Regions from separate parts of the Sus scrofa genome. Here all the other regions are linked to region 2. The links are chromatin contacts, called in public HiChIP or PLAC-seq maps. All regions are on one chromosome and are shown on one strand. Each heading gives the region's core, a stretch centred on a gene start, on an enhancer-like site or on the middle of the called end of the contact. The rest is flanking DNA. Distances are from core to core; before and after follow the strand shown.

What was found. HiChIP or PLAC-seq counts read pairs in DNA pulled down with a chosen protein or histone mark.
Region 1: a contact with region 2 is called in an H3K27ac HiChIP or PLAC-seq map of alveolar macrophages. The contact joins the promoter of NCR3 here to the promoter of CSNK2B in region 2. A contact is called at or near these places in 1 of 5 promoter capture datasets (fetal skeletal muscle), 5 of 47 Hi-C or Micro-C datasets (blood, liver and skeletal muscle) and 2 of 2 datasets of contacts at active chromatin or transcription factors (alveolar macrophages and skeletal muscle).
Region 3: a contact with region 2 is called in an H3K27ac HiChIP or PLAC-seq map of alveolar macrophages. The contact joins the enhancer-like site here to the promoter of CSNK2B in region 2. A contact is called at or near these places in 2 of 5 promoter capture datasets (fetal liver and skeletal muscle), 29 of 47 Hi-C or Micro-C datasets (adipocytes, adipose tissue, alveolar macrophages and 14 more) and 2 of 2 datasets of contacts at active chromatin or transcription factors (alveolar macrophages and skeletal muscle).

The regions. Positions count from the first base shown.
Region 1 is chr7:23,715,576-23,718,275 of Sscrofa11.1, reverse strand. NCR3 (natural cytotoxicity triggering receptor 3) reads left to right here and starts at 1,288. Exons shown (of 5, transcript XM_013977630.2): 1 at 1,288-2,293; 2 at 2,395-2,482. The coding sequence starts at 2,440. It also overlaps a transcript of AIF1 not described here.
Region 2 is chr7:23,779,915-23,782,614 of Sscrofa11.1, reverse strand. CSNK2B (casein kinase 2 beta) reads right to left here and starts at 1,421. Exons shown (of 7, transcript NM_001145377.2): 1 at 1,413-1,421; 2 at 729-811. The coding sequence starts at 800. GPANK1 (G-patch domain and ankyrin repeats 1) reads left to right here and starts at 2,269. Exons shown (of 3, transcript NM_001145383.1): 1 at 2,269-2,700.
Region 3 is chr7:23,866,884-23,869,583 of Sscrofa11.1, reverse strand. It overlaps MSH5 (mutS homolog 5), which reads right to left. Exons shown (of 24, transcript NM_001195358.1): 12 at 1,412-1,540; 13 at 1,054-1,126; 14 at 784-893; 15 at 471-551; 16 at 151-238. Among named protein-coding and RNA genes, the nearest start is that of MSH5, 15 kb to the right of the region's middle. Within about 2 kb of position 1,428, at least 1 of the 83 cell types and tissues checked has an H3K27ac peak or open chromatin away from gene starts, as enhancers often do. A contact at or near this core is called in alveolar macrophages, where this site is marked.

The DNA.
Region 1 (2,700 bases), core at 39-2,538, 64 kb after region 2:
ACCACAGTGTGGTCTGAAAATTGACAGATGCTACTCCCATCTTACAGATGTGTAAGCAGTAGAGCCATGATTCCAATTTATGATGACTTGACTTCTAAGCCGCATTACTCTGGAACTTGGAGCAGTGCTATGTGATTGAGTATGCCCTGTGAAATATGGAGTTTTGTCCCCAAGCCAGTTGCCCATTCCAGCTCCTCACACCCACTCTACTGGTACTGACCTTCCCTCCCCAAACTACGGGGTTCTCATGGTTGAGCAGAAGAGACAATTTTCTTCACATTGACTCTTTGGACAGGGCAGATGCTGGAATTAAGGCCTGGTTGAGAAAAGCCATCTATTGGTGCCTCAGTTCTCCCCGTGCTCTGTGACCGCCAGGGGGCAGCCCTTGCCTTGCCATGGCACCTCAGTTCCACACCCTCTGGTTAGATGGTCTGGAAGATGCAGCCACTCCACTGATGGAGAATGGCTGTGAGTCCTGCCCCGACTGTGTGGTACCCATGCCTGTCTAGGTGGTTTATAGAGGTTCAACAATTTGTTCGAGATTATGTAACTAGTCGGGGTTCCCGCTGTGGCGCAGCAGAAACGAATCCAACTAGAATCCATGAGCATGTGGGTTCGACCCCTGGCCTTGCTCAATGGGTTAAGAATCTGGTGTTGTCAAGTTCCCGTCGTGGCCCAGTGATTAACAAATCCGACTAGGAACCACGAGGTTTCGGGTTCTATCCCTGGCCTCGCTCATTGGGTTAAGGATCTGGCGTTGCCATGAGCTGTGGTGTAGGTCGCAGATGCGGCTTGGATCTGGAGTCGCTGTGGCTGTGGTGTAGGCCAGCGGCTACAGCTCCGACTAGACCCTTAGCCTGGGAACCTCCATATGCTGTGGGTGTGGCCCTAGAAAAGACTAAAAGAAAAAAGAAAAAAAAAAAGAATTTGGTGTTGTCATGAGCTGTGGTGTAAGCCTGAAGCTGTAGTTCTGATTCGACCCCTGGCCTGGGAACTTCCGTATGTCTGGGTGTTGCCCTGAAAAGATAAAAAGATTGTGTAACTATTTTGTAGGGGGCTGGCGTGAGAAAACAAACTGACTCCAAATCAGCATTCTTTTGTTTTAGTTTTTTTAAGGCCACACCCACGGCATGTGGAGGTTCCCAGGCTAAGGGTCTAGTCGGAGCTGTAGCCGCTGGCCTACACCACAGCCACAGCGACTCCAGATCCAAGCCGCATCTGCGACCTACACCACAGCTCATGGCAATGCCAGATCCTTAGCATTCTTAATGATAAAAATTACTACTTTTCAAAAAAAAAAAAAAAAAAGAGCTCGTGATTACTGCAGTGGAAGATGGGAACTGCACAGTTTATGAATGTATTGTGACACGGAGCTAGGAATATGGACAGAAAGAAAGAGTGTGTATTCGTATAAAGGAGCCAGAGAGAAAAATGTGTGGTGAGGGCTGGGCAGGTTTCACCCAGCATATTACAGTCATTTGTCTTTCTTAGGTGCTGTGTTATCTAATGCAGGTGTGTAATACACAAGAGTGTATGGCACACTCCCTATATGACTTTGGAGTTACTTGCAACGCAATGTGTCTTTCATTTGTGTCTGTAAAAATGCATTTCGTGTAATGTGGGCATTTTGTAATTTCTCAACAAATGTTAGCTAAATAATGAATAAAAAATAAAAAAGAGTGAATTTATCAGTGGGTGATAAATCTGTGCAGAACACGCTTGTTACACAGACCTCTGAGCGAGGTGTATTCCTTTGACAGCGTTCTGAATCTGAAGGAAGCCAAACTTCTCCATCCGCTGCACTCACTCCGCCAATCCACCCAAGTCCTCACGGTCTAAGTGAAACAGGGTGATTGCTATGCAAATGCAGCTTCCACAAAGTCCCTAGCAACACCCAGGCCGCCAACACCAATCAGCTGACTTCTGCTAATCCTCCCATTTATAGAATTTCTAGAGCAGCCGTGGGAAAGGGAATGGATGGGGTGGACCTGGGTGCTACTGAGCCCAGAGAAGGGGAAGTAGGTTAGCTCAGGGCACAGAAAAGTTCTTGGAGGCTTATTCTTGGTAAAAGGTTGGTCTTGAACCTCAGAAGATGGGGGAACCACATCCTGGTCTCGCCCGTCCACCCACCCTAACGTCACCAGCCATCTAAGCCCCACCCTCCCCCTCAAACGCTTAGGCAACCTGCCCACATGCTGCCCCCACCTCCTAGCGACCCAGATATCGCCGTCAGCAGCATCCTCTTTCATCAGGGAGCCAGGATGTCCAAGGTCCTAGGGACTTGAGGTCCTTGGTAAGTGATGTGTGAGTTGTGTGTGTCATAGGAATGTCCCTACCCCCATCCAGTGACCAAAGGCCTGGTCACCAGCGGTGGGTCATTCTTTTTCCACTCAGCCCTCACTGCTCAGGTCCCCCTCATCAACAGGAACACCCTTCACCATGGCCCGGATGCTGTTGCTCATCTTGATCAGGGTCCATTCAGGTGACAGGATTTGTTTCCAGGACCCTAAGGGGTTGGGGCTGGGAGGAGGGAGGATGAGGGAGGCTGGACACAGATGTCCCAGGGGAGCAGATGTGGTGGAGGCTGAACAGTGAGCCCCAAGGGATGTGGTGAGGAAAGGAGAGTGGGAGCAGCGGGTCCCTCTGTAAAGCCGATACCCCAAGGACTCCCCTAGTTCACAGTTCCCTCCATGTCACCCC
Region 2 (2,700 bases), core at 172-2,671:
AAAGATCCTTGTTCTAGAATTGCCTGGTTAAGGATCTGGCACTGTTATAGTTGTGGCACTGGTTCAATATCTTTGGCCCAGGAACTCCTGTATGCTGTGGGACGCCTCCAGCCCTCCCCCTGCAAAAAGAGTTCCTGTCGTGGCTGAGCGGTAATGAACCTGACTAGTATCCTTGGATCCCCAGGTTGCTGTGGCTGGGGCATAGGCCAGCAGCTGCAGCTTTGATTCAACCCCCGCCTCCAAAAAAAAAAAAAAAAAAAAAAATCCTGTCCCCATTCCTGCTTCCCATCTCTAAGAGTCAGTTTTGGCCTCTCCTTAGGGGCAGCTGGCTTGCTGAGGAAGGTGGAGGCTGAACAGCTTGGGTTCTGAAGGCGCTCACAATCCCTTATGTTAACACACAGCTCTGCACGTTACAAAACATTTTAACGTGAGGTGTCTTAATTCTCCTAATAGCTACCAGAAACAGGTGCTACCGGTAGCACTGTGGTAATAAAAACATGGGTTGATGAGTCCAACATTACATTGCTGGAGGGTGGCAGGGTCAACCTGAGGCCCAGTCTTGCCTTCAGTATGAGTTAGTGAGAGAATTACTAAGGAGACTCTTTCTTAACGTGAAAGGGTTTTTACGGAAGACTGTAAAACAAGTATCTAGAAACTGAATATATACTATGCGAGAGAATGCCTGGCCAGATTATATGTGGAAAGGGACAAGGAGGTTAAGAACTCACTTCACAGAAGAATTCATTGCCACGGAGCCCACAGAACCAGGAAATCCAGGACACCTCCTCTGAGCTGCTCATCTTCACTTCAGCTAGAAAAAGAAGAGTGTCAGCCTAAGCTCTCCTCCCTGCCTCTGATATCCTCCCTCTTCCCACACTTTGCCCTCCAACCACAGAAGAATTTAGGGCCACCCTTTCTTAAAGGATCCTAGACTGGAGCAGTTCTCTCCAGCTCCTCCTATTCACACCTCAACCCCTTTTTTCAGAGACAGGAAATTCTCTGGGGTCCCAACACTTGTGTGTAACCGGCAGGTCTTGACCCATTAGTCCTATCCACATCCCTAACGCTCCCCAAGGCCAGGCCCCTCTCTCCTCTATGTCAACTCCAGCAGGGCCTGCGGCTCAGATTCCCTACCCCCGCAAGTCTCCGTTTGTCCCCGGCCCCATTCCCAAGGTTTCCGAAGTTTCTTTCCAGGCAAGAGCTAAGCTCCTCTTTTTCTCAAAGTCTGGGGATGGCAGTTAGGTCCCTTTCACGGGAGTCTCCTTATCCCGCCTCCATCCTTCAGACCACCCCCTCCTTCCTTCGGTCCCGGACCTGGTCACTTCCTTCCCCACCCCCACATCAAGGCACGGAGACCCCTTGTGCCGCGCCCAGGAACAGGGGACGCGGCGCGGCAACGACCTCAGACTCACCGGCTGGACGGGGACTGGGACCGGGGGGGCGGGGAGGGGAGGGGAGTTTCTGCTTCCAAGGAACCGCGGCGACGGCTACAACGCAGGCCGCGGATCCAACCGCGGCAGGCGAAGTGGGGCGGGGGGAGTGGAAACTGGGGAGGGTGGGGAAGAGGGCAACGCGCAAGCGCTTAAAATCGTGCGCCGCGGTGAACGCCGGGAGATGGAGTCCTCGGAAGCTAGAAACTGGCGCAACTGAGAAAGGGCGAACTACGAATCCCAGGACGACCCGCCCACGACCCTGGTGTCGCGAGGCCCCTGAGGGAAACGCTCCGGGGCGGGGCGTAGGGAGCCGCCACCGGAAGCGGAAACGCAGTACCGTGTTCTGGGCCAGGGAGCCTGGGAAATATAGTCGAGTGATCTTATCACCGTGGGGCTGAGAGGGGGCGGGGAAAGGAACAAGACAGGCTGGATCATTTACTGCCGCTCCCTCTCACACAACGAGCCTCAGGCGTGCGGCCCTGCTACCCAGACCATTGACCTCATCACCGACCAGCTGCCTGGCCCTTATCGCTTGTGGAGCCCCCCTGTCCGAGTCAGCCTGCCAAGGAGACCCTCAACGGGGCCCATATTTCACTCAAGGGTTTGATCTCCTGAGGTGGGAGGTGAGGCCGGGTTCCGCGCTGAGGGACCTGGGTAGGGTGTGCTGGCTGAGCTGAGAGGTGTGAGAATCGGGAAGGTCCCGTGCGCTAACCTGAGGTGGCGCCAGCCATTCTGTTGCTCGTCCCCTTGCACTTCTCCATTTCCTTTTAAGGCTTGAACAGGGCCTTCTGCTGCGGGTGCTAAGTGCGACCTTCCAACCCTGGTCAGATTAATGGTGAGGGGCTGCGTGACTATTTCATTTCACGGCTTCTGGGCATTCTCCGCCTCAGGGCCTTTCTTAACCCAGAGGGTGGTTTCCCAGGTCCAGAAAATGAGCTTGGAGCGGGGGCCACGTTGAGGGAGGCGAAGAGCATTGTGGGGGCGTTAGGTAAAAGCAGGACCCCAACCGACAGATATTTCTCGATCCTCGCGCTACCAGGGCACGTGGCGTTTTGCGCTTGTGTTATTGGAAAGATTCCAGGGCGGGAAATAGCCCGGAGCAGCGCGCCTGCGTGCTCCAGTATTGTTTTTGTTTGTCCCCCGCCCGCTCCCCATTCAGCTGCGCATGCGGCTTTGACTGTGGACGCCTTTGCTTAGAGTAGCGCCATTTTGCAGTACGGAAGCTGCAAAGCAACGAGTGGAACCTCCCCGCGAATCGGCTTCCTGC
Region 3 (2,700 bases), core at 179-2,678, 87 kb before region 2:
GAGGCCAGCGAGGGACCTAGAAACAGGCTTGCAGATATAATCTGAAACACTCAGAGAAGAGGCAGAGAGAAATAACAGGAAGGAGCAGAGCCTTTCAGAATCATCTCCACGCTGCCCCCACCTCCGCTCTGGCCATTCGCTTCTCCTCACCCCGGATGTCGCAGTGCAGGTCCCCCAGCAATGTATCCAGCTCCTTGGTTCGAGCACTACGATAGTGCAGCTTCTCCTCTGAGAGGAACTGGGCACAAGGGTTCAAAGCCATGAGCTCTGCATCTCTTGGTCCTCTTCCTCACTAACCCCCATCTCCAGGCCTGACCCTGATTTCTTTCTCCGTTGCCTCGGAGCTGGTAAAGGTCAAGGTAAAACCACAGAAGAGGGATCCCATACTGCACAGGGCTGATGGGGTGAGGCCCTCCTTCAGCTGCTGGTTCACTTTCCTTACCACACCCTACAGAGGTCAGGGGTCTTACCATGAAGTCCAGACCCTCGATCTCAAAGTCACTGGTCTCCACCATGGAAGGCAGTCGGGGAATACAAAGAAGGAAGCCGATCTGGGGAGGGTGAAGGAGAGAGAAAGCAGAGGGTGATACACCGGGCACCTTTCCCTGGAGGAAGCCCGAGTTCCCTGTGCCCCCCAGTGCTTCCCTCAGGGGCCTAATGCCACCAAAAGGTGTTCATGACCTGTGATTCCTCCGAGAGTTTCCGATCTGCCAGGGTGTACCTCATAAACCTAATGTTTCCCTAAAAGCCCACTGGGGAGTTCGCCCACCCTCCTGCTCTCACCAGCGGGATGTAGATGACACTGCAGGAGGGGATACGCGAGTCCAGATTCTCCAGCTCCTTCCGAGCAACCTCAGTGAGGAAACTGGGAAGTCCCATCAGCCTTCGTTTTTCTAAGAGGGTGGAAGACACAGGGATATTGCAAATCAGGTTCCTGCCCTGACCGCGATGATTATCTCAAGTTGTGGTGGTCACCAACCGAGGATGGCACCCCGTCACTGGTCGGGCTCATGTTTCAGGGCTCCTGGGCCCGCCCGCACACCTAACACTCACTCTCATCAATTTCAGGATCTATGTTGGGAAGGACTGTGAAGCGATTTTCAGCAAGACTGCCCTCAAAGTCCACCTGAGGAGACAAGAAGTCCAGGTCTTTCCGTCCAGCCCCATCTCATCCTACTCCTCACCTCTGCTTGGGCCCCTGCAGTCCTTGCTTTCACCTAACCCTCCAAGCACACCCCAGGTGTCCTGCCGTCTCCTCTCACCACCCCAGCCCTGGTCATCCAGCTGACCTCAGTGTCTCCCATGCATTCCGCCTTCCATACTGCACTCCCCAGAGTCCAGCCACTCTCCATTATCCAAACCCATCTCTCTCCCCTACACCCCAGGAGCTCCGCCCTTTCCTTCCACGCACCACTTTCCCAATGAGGCTGGCAATGTGGTGTAGGTCATCAGAGAAGTCGTGGGCAATTTCCTGAAAGAGCTGAATGGACTGGGGCAGGGAACGGCAGGCGTCCCTCAGGCCCAGGGCACTGTACACAGTCTGCAGGAGAAATGGACAGAGGAGGGTAGCCCATACCCAGGCCAGGCTGGGGCGAGGGAACAGGGGTGGACTAAGAAGGACAAAGGCCAACAGGGAAAAACACAATAACAAAGACAGAAAATGGCATTTGCAAAACTCTTTGCCAGCACTGCACTAAAGCTGAGGCTCCGAAGACAACTGGGTCCCTTGTTCTAGATGAGAAAGTGCAGTCTAGTGAGGAAGACAGAAATACACCGGGAAGACTGAAAAATGAAGTGGTGGCTGCTTTGATAGAAATGTGTACAATGCCCCAAGAGAGAAGTTCTATAGAGGAAGGAGAAGGAGAAACAGGGATATGAAAGGCAGAGAAGAAGTAAATGTAGGGGCAATGAGAGCACTGGGGCAAGAGAGACAAGAAGAGAGGGTGGGTGAGAGTCACTGAGAGTTAACTCCCCAGAGTGAAAGCCAGTGACCTGAGGTGGCTGCTCTAACCAGGGATTAGACTGGTGGACAGACCCAGTCCATAGGACATTGCTGAGCCTCACTCTGTGTCAGAGGACATGTAAAGTGTACTAATCAAAGGGTTTATCACCCAGCCATGACGGAAACCAGGACACAAGCAGCAGAAACAATGACTATCCATAAGAAAAACTGACATTGTGCAACTGACTAAAATTACTAAATTCAGAGAATAAGAGTAACAGGGCTAAAATAGTTGGGATATCTTTGCCGAGAAAAAGAAATGAGCTGGACCTGGAATAAGGCAAGGAAGGAAGGAGGATATTCTGGATGAGGGCAAGAACATGGGCAAACAGAGACAGGAACAAGAGCTAACACTTACTGAACATTGCCAGGCAATGTTCTAAACTTTTTACGTGTTAATTTCATCCACTCCTCCAAATAATCCTAGATGGGGCCTAGCATGATCTCCGTTTTACAGATGAGCAAGCTGAAGCACAAAGAGGTAACATAACTTGCTCGAGTTCTGAGAGTAAGTAGAACTGGGAATTTAACCCAGGTGTCTGGTTTTTAAGCAGTTACAAATGAGGAAAGGAGGGAGGTCTAGAATGAATGTTATGGTATTGGCTTGGAATCAGAGGTGTGAATATGAATAGACAACTAATTCCAATTCTAGCTTCTATCCCTTCCCCTTTCTTTACCTACAAATAAACTTTTCTTTC